2 separate regions of the Rattus norvegicus genome follow, and region 1 is linked to region 2. A link is a contact called in public Hi-C data. All regions are on one chromosome and are shown on one strand. The core of a region is the stretch at or near the end of the contact, and the rest is flanking DNA. Distances in the headings are between cores, read along the strand shown. Region 1 holds the start of Cnep1r1 (CTD nuclear envelope phosphatase 1 regulatory subunit 1). Region 2 overlaps Heatr3 (HEAT repeat containing 3).

Region 1 (7,021 bases), core at 2,357-4,856, 51 kb before region 2:
CCCACAAAACAAAGACACAGCACTCTTGTGAGTAGCCCCGATGAGCTTGCCAGTTCACCAAGTTGGACTCTGGAGTTTATCCTGGTTTTGCCCTTTTGTCAGTTCCTTATCTGGGGCAAGTAGACACTTGTCCATGCTTCTCTACACCCAGAGAAATAGACGTTCTCTAAGAACTGCTGTGTGTCAAAAGGAAATGTGATGGATTAGACTTGGAGATGTAGAAATGAGTCATTGAAGAAGAGATCAAAGAAGGTTCAGAGTCCCAGTAGCCTTCTCTTCAACTAACGAAAAGATGCAATTTCCCTGGCCGCCTCATGTGCCCAGTGTCCTGCCTTCCTTGTCCTGATTAATGCTTTACCCTTGGATTTTGACCCAAAACGCAGGAGAGGTGGCTCAGCCATTAGAAGCATCCTCAAGGGGTTGGGGATTTAGCTCAGTGGTAGAGCACTTGCTTAGCAAGCACAAGGCCCTGGGTTCGGTCCCCAGCTCAAAAAAAAAAAAAAAAAAGCATCCTCAAATTTTATAGAAGACCCACATTCTATTCACAGCATTTGCACTGCCTGTCAGTTCCATTCCAGAGGCACCCACACACATGTGGCAAAAAGACTTAAACATGTAGATAAAATTTTAAACTACTCCTTAGAAAATGGTGGGAACTCTCTGGCTAAGACGAACTATATGCTCTAGAGAACCAAGGTTTGATTCCCTACACCCAGATCACAGCTTACAATCACTTGTAACTCCAGGACCGGGCCTTTCCACCCCTTCTTCTGGCCTCTGCTGGCACCAGGCATGTGGTCCATGTCATACATGTAGGCAAAATACCTGTACACATAAAATAATTTTTGTTTGTTTTTATGTTTTCAGGACAATGTATGCATGGCTGTGTAGCCCGGGCTGTCCTGGAACTAGCTTTGTAGACCAGACTACAAAGTGGTCCGTTAACTCATATAGACATGAGGCGGCCAGTGGAATTGTATCTTTTCGTTAGTTGAAGAGAAGGCTACTGGGACTCTGAACCTTTCTTGATCTCTTCTTCAATGATTCATTTCTACATCTCCAAGTCTAATCCATCACATTTCCTTTTGACACACGGCAGTACTTAGAGAACGTCTATTTCTGTGGGGTGACATTTTTCCAGAACACACAGAGATCTGCCTGCTTCTGCCTCCAGAGCACTGGGATTAAAGGCATGGACCCCCACAACTAGTAAAAATGTTAACATTTGAAAATTGTGGACTAAAATAAATCCTTCCTTCCTTCCTTCCTTCCTTCCTTAAAAAAAAAGATTTCCTTCCTTAAAAAGAAAAAAAACAGATTGGAGGAGGAGGAGGGTTGAACGAGAGGGTTTTTTATTTAGGCTGTGATTATTATACAAGACTTGAGCAAACATGTTTTTATTTTTCTCATCTTCTAGAATTGACCTCTAGATACCTGCTTTAATAACTCCTACAGTTTCAAGTCTTTTTTTCTTACTGGATCCCTTAGTGAGGTATGAATGCCTTACAGCTTGACAGAACATACTTACTATAAGCACCTCTAGTTACATATGATGCCTTACATTTTAAGGAGAACATACTCATTAAAGCACACATGCAGGAAACAAACACACCCCTGAAACAAAACCTGAGAAATAAAAGTTCCTCCTTTCCAGTGACATAGCTCTTTGGCTAGTTTTGGTTTTGTTTTTAAGACACAGTCTTAGTTGGGTGGTGGTGGTGTGCATGCCTTTAATCCCAACACTCGGGAGGCAGAGGCAGGCAGATCTCTCTGAGTTCAGGGCCAGCCTAGTCTATAGAGAAAGTTTCAGGATAGCCAAGGCTACACAGAGAAACAAAAAACAAAAAGACAGTCTCACTGTAGTCTTGGTTTATCTGGAGCTCCCTGGGTAGATCTGTCTTCCTCTGCCTCCTGAGTGCTGGGAATAAACACTTGTACCACCACACTCAGCTGCCTCAGTTTTTAAAAGTAATGGTTACGGTCCAGGGTGCAGTATAGCATGCCTTTAATCCCAGCAAAGGCAAGAAGATCTCTGTGAATTCAAGGACTGCATAGTCTACATAAGAGGTTCCAAAATAACCAGAACTATATGTATCGACCCTGTCTCAAAACATCAAAACACCATCATCTATTAAGTATATTTTATAACTCATAGGTTTTGATCCATAACATTAATAACACATCTTAAAGATGACCATGATAATGCCATGCCTTTATTCCCAGCACTGGAGAGGCAGAGGCAGGCAGATCTCTTTGGGTTCTAGGCTATATTTGTCTACAAAGTGAGTTCTGGGACAGCCAAGGTTGTTACATAGAAACCTTATTTGGAAAAACCAAAACCAACACACACACACACACACACACACACACACACACACACACACACACACCCCTTGAAGCCAGGAGTGGCAACTCATATCTGAGCACTTGAAAGGCTTAAGCAGGAGGGTTTGACTAATGTAGCAAATCCAGCTTAATCTACAGAGAAAAACTCCATCCCCAAAACAAAGAAGTCAGTTTAAAAGTGTAAATGAGATAATATATGTAAAGGGTTTAGTCCTGAGAAAGGTCCCTAATGGGAAAGTTTAGAAAGTGCTACTATGGTAGAAGGGTCTAGAAAACAAAGGAGTCAAGAGCTGATGAATGAGTTAGGAGGAAGGTTGAAAAGGAGTAAAACACACAATGTATCAATTTTGGAAACATGGTGGTGTCGTTCAAAGAACCTCTCAGCCCTGATCTATGTGGCTGCGTTCTTTTCCGTCATCTTGGGGATCTCAGCTCAAATGTGCTTGCAACACTTCTAACCCCCTTCCTTCTAATGTTCTTTAATGATATCTGTTGCTTTCTCCATAGAACTACTGTTATCTGAAATCAATTGCTTAACTTGCATGTTTATTGCTCCCCAAAACCCTTCACTGTGAGGAATGCAATCCTATCTATCTTGGTCATAAATGTTATATGGGATAAACACAATGGGTAGCGTGTCATGCAATAAATACTTCTTGAATGACTACCAGGAAACAAACAGGACATTTTATTCAAATGTTAATTTTGCTAATCCTGTACATATTTTTGTTATAGTTATTGAGACATACTTTGCACTCTTTATGACTATTTTGGATGACATGAGAAGGTAAAAAAAAATCCTTCTTTAGGGAATTGGATATCTAAAAAAGAGGAATCATAATCAAGGAAATATGTTTGGGGAGCTTCTAGTTACTTATTATAGAACACATTTTAGTTTCTCTTTAGTTCCTTGTGGGCAGGGCTAGCTTGGTGATCTCTCCTTAGCAACCAGAATACTGCCCAGAAGTTAACTAGTAGGCGCTTCTTTCTCATTGTCTTTAGAACTAAGAAAGGAACCAAGTGTGCTTGGACGGACTGCAGTTCCTCCCCGAGGCAGGAGGCGGCGCCATGGCTATATCAGCCTGACTGCTCGCTATTCTCGGCCCTTCCAGTTGAACGCCTAGCGCTGGGTTCCCCCGAAGGCGTTTGCTGAAATTAGCCAATAGAAAACTAGTTTACTTGACGGGGTCTGGCAAAGATACCCAATAAGCTCAACGGTTCTAAAAAAAAATGGGCGGTGCGAAGGGGAGGGGCTGAGGGGAGCGGTTAGAGGTGGGAGTTGGCGCTGCCCGCGGGGCTGGGAGAGAGGGCTGCGATGCGGACCTGGCCGCGGCAGTGACCGGAGCTGCCGGCCGACATGAATTCGCTGGAACAGGCGGAAGGTAGTGTGTGTCGCCCGCTTCGTCCCGGCCCGAGGCTGAGGAGGTCGCGAGGGCGGTGTGGCGGGGCCGCGGCTCGGGGCACGGGGCGCACGGCCGCGGAGGGGTGCCGCCTTCTCCCGGGTTCGGGCTGGGGGCCCTTCTCATTGACGAGCCCTTGTGTGTTGTAGAGTGCGAATTCATTTTCCGTTGGTTTGACAACCGCACGAGCCGTAGCCCTAATTTCTACCTTGTCTTTTGTAATTGCCGGGAATTGGAAGTGCTCTTGGCCTTCCAAAGTTTTGTTTTGTTTTTAAAAAAAAAAAAAACACCTCTGTGGAAATAACACCCTACTTCATTCAGAGGTACGCTCTGTCACAGCACAAGCCGTAGGCGCTCTGCGGCTGTCCGGACGATCACCAGTAACCCATTCCGAGGAGGAAAGGGAGTATGTTTGATCAGCCCGTTATCTGTCTACGGAAGTCTAGGAAGCCCATACTACATAGCTATCAATTAATGATAAGAGCTAGGGCCTGAATCGAATAATTGCAGTCATCAATTAGACCTCATGGATTTCGCTGTTTGATCAGAAAGTTCTTGGTTCCACAGAATTAGAATTAAGCTGGATTTTGGTCCATTTCTTTGTAACTCCCCCAATTTCAGCTTTTGACTCTGAAGTTGCTGCTGGTCTTCCAACAGAGCAGTTTTTAAGCTTCTAAAAGTAGACCAGCCGGTTTCCAGAAATTGGAATGAAAGAAAAGTGATGTTTTTGTCGTGTACTTAAAATTGTCATTATAAGCAAACAGTGGGTGACACAAGTAATTTGATGTGTAAGACCTGTAGCTGTTCATTGCTCTAAAACTTCATCTTATCAAGTTCACACTAGAAAGAGCAGGTAGAGGACTGAATTCTCTTTGCCTAGATCTCAAGGCTTTCGAAAGAAGACTTACTGAATATATTCATTGCTTGCAACCTGCCACTGGACGTTGGAGAAGTAAGTTGCTGAGTGCTTTCTAAGGGAAAATGAAGTGCGGTTGGTTGATAGCCATATTCCTAAGTAGGAGCGACTCCCTCTCATTTAAAACTTTTGACTAGTAAATCCTTGTTTTCCTAAGCCATAAGATTTCTGAGTTTAGACAACTTTTAAATGTATTAGCACTGTTGATAGTAAGTACTTAAGACAATTACGAGCTGGTAAGACGGCTCTGGTAGATGCAGTTCAAGCCCGTATACCTTAGTTGCATCCTCAGAAGCCATTTAAAGGGGGGAGAAGAGGGCGGACCCCACAGACTTCTCTTCTGACCTTCACATTTGTGCTGTGGCATGCGTGGCTATACATATCATTCAGCTACACACACAGTAAATCATTTTTTTAAAGAAAAAAGAAATTATAACTGTCTACTCTAAAAGGACAGACTATTTTATATGATTGAATTTTTATCTTTTTACGAAAATACATATTTTTTTAATTTTAAGTGCGTGCACCTGCAAAGTCCAGAAGAGGCAACCATCTACCCTGCAACTGGGGTTGCTAGTGATCGTAAGCCATCGTGTGGGTGCTGGGGACCGAATCCAGGTTCTCTGCAAGAACAAGTGTTCTTAACTTCTGAGCTGTCTCTCCAGCCACCCTCCATATTATTTCTGTTTTATTTTATATGTATGGGTGTTTTGCCTGCACATATGTTTCTATACTACGTATGCGTAGTCCCCAAAAGATTCTCTAGGACTGGAGTTACAGAGGCCTGTAAATTGTCATGTGGGTGCTGGGAATTGAACCCAGGACTTCTAGAAGAACAGCTAGTGTTCTTAACTGTTGAGCCATTTCTCCAGCCTCAAGATACATATTTTTTATTAAATATTGTAACTTTCATTAAAAACACAATAAAAATTTTAATACTGTGTGGGCTCTAGATTCAGTGAGCTATTCTGTTTCATAAAATAAGTTATTCATTGGCTTCTGGCTACATACTCACATGCACAGTGTAAGTACATATATGAACATGTACAGACACATAAACTCCCCACGAAAACACAATTTGCCTACAAGCTATCGAAATACGATTTTTTTTTTTTTTTTAAGAAAAATATTTTAGAGCTGGAGTGGTGGCTTGGTGAATTCAGAGTGTATGCTGATCTTGTAGAGGACACAGGTTCAGTTCCCAGCATTTATATCAGCCACCTGTAATTCCAGCTCCAGACTATCTGACACCCTCTTTTAGATTCTGCAGACATGTGTACATACCCCTATGAACTTACAAATATACATAATTTAAAATAATAAAACTTTTTTGAAAAAAATATGACTTGGGATGACTCAGTGGTAGAGCATTTCTTAGCAGGCACAAAGCTCCTGCTTTTTTTTTTTTTTTTTTTAAAGCATTCAATTATGTGTATAGAGGTAGGACATAGGCTGGAGAGATAGGTAGTAAGAGTGCTTAAGAGTGCTTACTGCTGTTCTTGCAGAAGGCCTGAGTTTGGGTCTTAGTACCCATATGGTGGCTCACAATCTTCTGACCTCCTCAGGCTCTGCATACATATAGCATACATACACTCAGATACATATAGATAGATCTATGTAAAATTACTTATTTTTTTAAAACAAAGGTTATGACATTTTCTGTAGTTGACTTTTTATGCGTGCAGGTTCACTCACACGCCACAGCCCATGTTGAAGTCAGAGGACAGCTCGTGGGAGTCAGTTCCCTTCATCTACCTCTGGGTCCTGGGATTCAAATGCAGATTGACAGGCTTAATGGCCACGTTATTACCAGATGAGCCATCTCAGTAGCATCCTTACTTGGACTTTAATACAGGATGATGGTGTGCTTTGAAGCCTGCCCAGGAAAGAATCCCACCTTCCTACTACTGCCTATTCTGAAGTATTATAAAGGCCAGAAAGTATGACTTGAATGAATTCTATTTACTGCCCCAAGGCAGGGGCATGGTGGGAAACGTGAACAAATACAGCTCTGCTCCTCTGTACTGGGACCTAGTTGTCTCTTCCCTCCTCCTTCCACTCCTTAGCTCTTTGGATATGGGCTCTCGCTGCCTTGCTCTGGCTGGCTTCTGAGTCCTAGGTTTAAGTGGTCCTCCTCCCTCTGCTTCTCCAGCTGTTGGGACCACAGATGCGTTAGACCTCTCAGCTTTGGGCTAGTCTTAGGAAGATGGACTACTGAGATTCAGTTCCTGCCTACAAGTAATCAGGTTGAAACCTGTTTTTCAGTGCTGGGACTAAGATCCAGGGTCACACATTTGCTAGACATGCTCTCTGTGAACCACAGAGACAATACAAAGATGTGGTACTTTCGGTTTGGGGC
Region 2 (6,942 bases), core at 3,070-5,569:
ATTTGGCATAGTTTGTGACAAATTTTTAAAGATATTGTCCTATAAGTAAATAAATAGAAATGGACAGGAATACATGATAAGATATTATCTAAGGAAATAGCTAGTGAGGTTATTAGACTGTGCCCTTCAGCTTTAGTAAAACCATTTATTAAATAAGTCCTTTTCTCCTGATGGGCTTTCTTAAAAGTGAGTTCGTCTGACCCTTTATCTCATTAGTGAAAAGATACCTTGGCAGTCTCCAAATTCAACTTACACTCTTTTCTCTCTCTCTCTCTCTCTCTCTCTCTCTCTCTCTCTCTCTCTCTCTCGTTCACTCCCTCTGTTCCTCGTTTTGTTTTTCTGTCTGTAGCTGTGACTGAACCCAGTCTTCGCATATCTTTGCTTTTAGTCTCAGTATGAGCTCAGAGTTTTATGCCTCTTTATTTATGTTGAAAGAGAGAGAGAGAGTTCCATTATATAGCCCAGGCTGGCCTTGAACTGATCCTACTGCCCATCTAAGTGCTGGCATTATTTGTAGCCTCTGGTCCTAGCTACCACACCAGCCGAGTTATTCTTTTTGGTTGAAAACTTGATAAATGCTAATAGGAACTCCTTCAGGTTGGCTCCTATTCTCCGACATGACTCTCAGTTCCTCCTTCCCCTGTGCTTATACTTTCTTTATCAGTGAGCTACACCTCCCTCTACCCCCAAACTCTTTACGTTTCTGATGGCTTTTCGCTAAAGAAAATGTCCCATGCTCAAGTTACAATATTCCTCTTCAAACTTAAAAAAGACTAGATTGGTAGGTTAGTGATTAAAGTATTTGCCATACAAGCGTGAAGACTAGAGTCCAGATCTCCTGAATCTGTATAACTGCCCTGTGGGTGGGTGGCCTACAGTTCCAGAGCACTGAAGGTGAAGGTGGGGTCCCTAGAGTAAACTGTCGCAGTAGCTGCGCTGGCAAACTCTGGGTTCAAGTGGCCTCAATGAAGGCGGTAGAGTATAACTCCTGAAGACTCCCAGCATCAGCCCTGGCCCTTCATACATTACACACAGGTGCGTGAACACCTGCACATAGATGCCCATTGTTGTGCAACAAAACTTTTCCTAAGGAAATGCAACCCACACGTCTACTCAGCTCAGACACAGAGCCGATGACAAACCAAAATATGTTTACCAACAGAGTCCAGCTTGGTGAACCAATGAGTTTATTGGTCTTATTCACAAGAATATGAGTGAGGGGTTACTTACAGGAATAGAGGACAGCTGTGTCACCAAAGGCCACCCAGCACCTGGCACACACTGCACATTCTGCAGCTCAACAGGTTGGACAGTGTTCTTTTCCAAGTGACTAAAGTTGGTCTAAACCTCCTGGCAGCTCAGCTGGTTCCTGCTTCTTCCAGGTGCTGGTCTAGACCAAGAGTCTTTACAGCTTTTCTCCCGGTACTGAGAGTCTTTCCCACTCTGCTTGCTGAGTGTTGTCTTTGCAGCTTGGCTTCCTTTATCTGAGAAGGATGCTCAACTTTTCGCTTACTCAGCAGGGAAGGGGCCTAGTGAATTTGTTCAGATTCAGGGACTTCCTGAAGCTATTTCAAGTGTTTAAACCTTCCTCTTTATAAAGAGCTTCCCTGTAGGATGGAATGTTTCAGTCTCAGAGAAAACTGTTACACAACCCACACACATGAACACTCATATATGCATGAGATAAGTAATTAAATGCCTGCAAATATTTCTTTTCTCTCAACAGTGCATGACACCTGAGCAGCTGATGACACTGTGCAGAGAAGGCATTCATAGTAGTAGCATCGGGGTTAGAGTGAATGTGGTCAGTATTTTGGGGATCACTGGCAGTGTCCTAGCCAAAGAAGATGGCACACTTGAAACTCTGAAGGTAAACAGTTTGTTTATAACCTAAATTCTTAGTTAAGTAGAAATGGGAAGGAATTCATGCTAAGAGCAAATTGTATAAAGAAATTGCTAATAAAGTTATTAGAGTATGCCCTTTGACTTTAATAAGTACTTGAAAAGGTGAGCCTTATTTTTATTTAACTTTTCTCCTGATGTGTTTTCTTAAAAATAAATTTGTCGGGGCTGGAGAGATGGCTCAGTGGTTAAGAGCACTGACTGCTCTTCCAGAGGTCCTGAGTTCAAATCCCAGCAACCACATGGTGGCTCACAACCATCTGTAATGGGATCTGGTGCCCTCTTCTGGTGTATCTGAAGACAACTACAGTGGACTCAAATGCTTAAAATAAATAAATAAATAAATTTGTCTTCAGCATCAGTCTAAATATGGAATTTTTAAAGGTGACTTTTGGCTTTGCTCTGGTGTTAAATGTTTGTGTGTTTTATCCTGCTAGGTCAGATAAGATAGGTCCGAGAAACACCACACAGGCAACATCACTCTATCAGCAACCCTGGCATGTCAGCACTCAGCACATTGGCTGTCCTGGCTAGTTTTATGTCAGCTTGACAAAGCCATAGTCACCTGAGAGGAGGGAGCCCTGCTGGTTCACTGTTTCTTCTGTATCTTCCATAATCATGCATTGTGACACTCTAATACCTGTTTCAGCCTCACTGCTTTCCAGCTGTCTGGAAGATAATCCTTCGAGTTTGTTTTTACAAGTGAAGCCCTAAGCCATGTATTATATTTGAGTTCGAGAGATCTTCATCTCTCCTGTAAAACAAAGTTTTACCTTAGCACCCCTGTTCCTCTGCACCGCCTCGAACACTTGCATAGGCTGTGTCTTGTTGCTTAGTCCTGCAAATGAGAAGTTAGTCCCAATGCCTTTGATTTCATCCTTTTTTTCTTTTAATTTTTTGTACATTTGTCTGTATATACAATGCTTTTTTATTAAACTCCCCTCCGCCCGCCCTCCAACTGTACCTACTACCCTCCTCCATCCTTTTAATTAGACTACTTCATATGTGAGATGTATACTTTATAGCACACTCTAGGATATTAAGCCTAGTACTGTCATGGACGGATTGGGAACTTAGCTCAGTGGTAGAACACTTGCCTAGCAAGCATAATACCCTGGGTTTGGTCCTCAACTCCGGGGGAAAAAAAAAAAGACAAAATACTGTCATGGAGGTTATCTGCACTGCTTACATTAAAAGGAGGAAATCCGAGCTCAGAGAGGTTAACTGACAGCTTGATACTATCTCCTGCCCCCATAACAGGTTGCATGTCCCACCCCCACAGAACAGCTAGCTATAACATAGAACTATAATCAGGCTATTCTAGAAGAGGCCTTTGCAGATTGGGAATGTTCTCATCATAAGCTAATTAATTGTAGAGGGAAAAGAGGGAAAATGTTAAAAGTAGACCCAGTAGCCAGGCCGGCTGGCACTCTTCTGCATTCCCAGCACATGGGTGGTTGAAGCAGGAACGTCAGGGTCACTCCTGACTATAAGGACTCTGAGGCCGCCGGGCTAAGTAAATGAGCATGTGTCAAAACAAAAACAGTGAAGTAAAATGAGAGTGTCGCTTTAATCTTGTGATTTGTCGTTTTATTTCTTTCTTGGTTTATTGAGACAGGGTCCACTATGTGATTGCCCTGGAGCTCAGTAGGTAGACTAGGCTGGCCTCACAGGGCTCTGCCTGCCTCTCCTTCCTGAGTGCTGGAATTAAGAGTGGTAGTGATGATTCTTACAAACGAGAAAGCAGAAGGAAAACACTAATCTCCAAAATCAAATTTTCATATCATTTACAGACCTCAGTTCACTTGATTTGGTAGTGTAAACTGTAGCATATTTAACTTGTGCGTAGCGTATTTGTAGCTGCATGTAGCATCTTTGGACCTATGAAGGTTTCTCCTCCCTGGCATCTTTTGTGTGAAGATAGGATATGGGAGCTGTTGGCACATTTGTCATCGACATTTTGGGACTGACCTTCACTGTCCTCTGTTTGCTTTTTATAGACCATTGGGTGCTTTCTGCTGGAAGTCACCACCAAAGACCCTTCCCTCGTGGTAGCAGGAGAGGCTTTGGATGCCCTCTTTGATGTTTTTGCAGATGGTGAAGAAGCTGAAAAGGCTTCAGTTCAAATTAAATTGTTAGCAGCTTTGAAAGAATTCCAGCCAGTCTTCAAAATGAAGGTTTGTATTGCTTTCTTTATAAATGCACAGGTCTCGGCAGCAGACCGTCTCTGGGAAGAAGGGCCATGCAGCTTGGAGGGTGTGTAAGTAATTCCTGTTCAGTTCAGCGGCTAGCCCAGCACTTCCACCACAGCACTCGATGAAATGCTTGTTGGCTGTCCCAGCTCCTCAGAATGCTGCTGTATTTCAATAACTGGATGGAGACAGAGTGGCATCCTGACAAGTTCTTCATGACGTCACCAGAGCTGTGTTATGTAGCAATGCTTTAGAAGCGCTTTTGTACACTTTTCAACTTCTTTTCCATGCTATAATGTGCTTTTGTGTGTTAGCTTTGTTGTGGGTGTTTTTAACGTGGGGAAAGAAGGCATCCTCAGGGTGCTCTGTCCTCGAGCACATAGCTACTGTTGTATTAACTCAATAAGGACAACCAAGAGCTTTGTTTTTATTTTTTTGGTGCTGGGAATTGAACACAGTCGTGTGGTGCCTGTACTCTACCCCTGAGTTATGCCAGTGCCTATGGATTTTAGGAACAAACTTGAATCTTCCCATTTTAGAGGGGTGTTTGTTTTCTTTTTCTTTCTTCTATCCATCTGTTCATCCTTCCTTTTAGGAGTTGCATATGCTAGGCAAGTACTCTACCACTGAGCTACAACCCCAGCACCCCCAGAATAAGAAGAACTTTCCTTTTGAGATATTTATTTTTATATGGACTTTTTGCCTGTGCATATGTCTGCACAGTGTGTGTGTGAGTACCTGCGAAAGGCAGCATGCAGTGTCAGATCCCTAGTTACAAATCCTTGCTGTGAATAAACCAGTACCTCTGCAAGAGCAACCAGCGCTCTTTAATCTCTGATCCCTCTCTGCAGCCCCATTGAGTGCTGTTGCTTTAAGCAGAGACAAATGTTCCTAGGATTTCTTCCTTTCTTATCCAAAAAAAAAAAAAAAAAAGCATAACATAACCACATTTTCTTATGTTTTTGCTTAATACTATCTAAGACCTATTTTAATGCCAGTGCACGGTGTCTACATTGTTCATAAAAGCCTTAGGTTTCTGCAGAAGGAGCCTTTGAGATAAGGAGAAGGAAGTTTAACCCTGTTCCTCCACAGCTGCCAGCAAAACAGATTAGGCAGAGTGATCCAGCCTTCCAGACGGATGTGGTGGTGCCAGCCTCTAATCCCAGAACTTGGAGGTGAATCCTGAGTCCCAGGCCAGCCTGAGTGCACAATAAGATCCTATCGAAAAAGATAGAATGAATGGGGGGTCGGAAATGTGGCTCGTAGAAGAATATGTGTTTGGCATTGGTGAGACCCAGGGTTTAATATTCAGCACCAAAAAAAGAGAGTAAGAACAAAACTCTGAAGGAGGCAGGGCTTTAAAAGCTATATGGAAACTCTGACCTGGGAAAGCAGCCTGAACCACTGGAGGGCCCGTTGATGGGGCTGTGTTTCCCGTTCAGCATGCATTGCTGCAGTAAAATGTTTCACTGCTGGAGTTTAGTTTTTCTCTACAGTAGAGAGCTGCAGTGACCTCTCTTTAGTAGGCAGAGGCCAGCCTACAGCACGGGTTTGAGGTTTTTTACTTTGATTTTGTTTATATTACTGAATGGATCCAGGACCTTACAGATGCTTTGCAAGTAACTACACATGAACTGCAGTTTTAGGACAAAGCCCATTTGCATAAAATGGAGGTATATATATTTCTGTAAAAAGGAGGCATTAGAAACTTCAAGTTGCATTTGAATACAACTCCATGTGGTGGACTAGAGAATTTGTCTAAAGACTGCTTCTCAAAAGTGTCCTTCCCTCCCAGTACCCACAGCGCCACCTGCTGTCGTGTTCAGAATGGATTCTTTTATTTATTATTTTTAAGTTCTGAGCTAATCTCATTTATTATAGTGTGGCAGAATATGTATTCTTAGCCCCAGCTCCTGGCCTCTAGATGAGAAAATTAGTAGAGATGCCAGTAGGGGCCCCACCAGCCAATTCTGCGGTCAGTCTCAGGGATTGGTGCTTAAGATGAGAAGTGAAGGCTGAGAGGTGGTTACTTTTAAGAGCACTGGCTGCTCTTCAGAGAACCTGGGTAAGATTCTCAGCTCTCATATGGCTCCAGGGGATCTGGCACCCTCTTCTGACCTTTGTGGGTAGTCATTTTTAACTAAAGATAAATAAAAAATATTTTTTAAAAAAGGACTATGGGGGCAGGAGAGATGGCTCAGCAGTTAAGAGCACCCGACCGCTCTTCCAGAGGTCCTGAGTTCAATTCCCAGCAACCACATGGTGGCTCACAACTATCTGTAAAGAGATCCAATGCCCTCTTCTGGTGTATCTGAAGACAGCTACAGTGTACTCATATATAATAAATGAATAAATCTTTAAAAAAAAAAAAAAGGACTATGGTTGAGTTATGATTTGGTTTTCATAAACTTCAACCCTGTTTTCATAGTTCTTATTTCTGTAACTTTTTTCCCTCCTTTTTTTTTTTTTTTTTTTTTGTTTTTGGTTTGGTTTGGTTTGGTTTGGTTTGGTTTGGTTTGGTTTTTTGAGATATGTTACCCCGGCTCTCCTGCAACTCACCATGTAGATCAGGCTGGCCTCAAACTCACAAAGATTCACCTCCCTCTATTGTTACCTCCAGAAAATTGGGAGCAAAGGTGTGCAGTTGGCTTGTAACTATAATTCTAATGTGTATATTCAAGTTGGAGAGATAGTTCAGTGGTTAGAGGGCTCACCTTGCAAGTGTGAAAACCAGGAGTTGAGATTGTAGGTCAACATTTACCCACCAAAGTGCTAGGTGGAATCTCGGCTTCAGATGGTAGAGATAGATGATCCCAGGAACAAGCTGCCTACTGAGACTAGCTAGATC

The links. A called contact is a pair of places that touch in the nucleus more often than the background predicts.
Region 1: a contact with region 2 is called in a Hi-C map of Schwann cells, with 4 times the contacts expected there. The contact joins the promoter of Cnep1r1 here to the enhancer-like site in region 2. A contact is called at or near these places in 6 of 12 Hi-C or Micro-C datasets (the Rat2 cell line, Schwann cells, kidney and 3 more).

The regions. Positions count from the first base shown.
Region 1 is chr19:35,117,686-35,124,706 of GRCr8, reverse strand. Cnep1r1 (CTD nuclear envelope phosphatase 1 regulatory subunit 1) reads left to right here and starts at 3,606. Exons shown (of 6, transcript NM_001106173.1): 1 at 3,606-3,728; 2 at 4,627-4,698. The coding sequence starts at 3,704.
Region 2 is chr19:35,067,463-35,074,404 of GRCr8, reverse strand. It overlaps Heatr3 (HEAT repeat containing 3), which reads left to right. Exons shown (of 15, transcript XM_341654.10): 13 at 1,727-1,870; 14 at 3,903-4,079. Among named protein-coding and RNA genes, the nearest start is that of Tent4b, 29 kb to the right of the region's middle. Within about 2 kb of position 4,319, at least 6 of the 93 cell types and tissues checked have an H3K27ac peak or open chromatin away from gene starts, as enhancers often do. A contact at or near this core is called in Schwann cells, where this site is marked.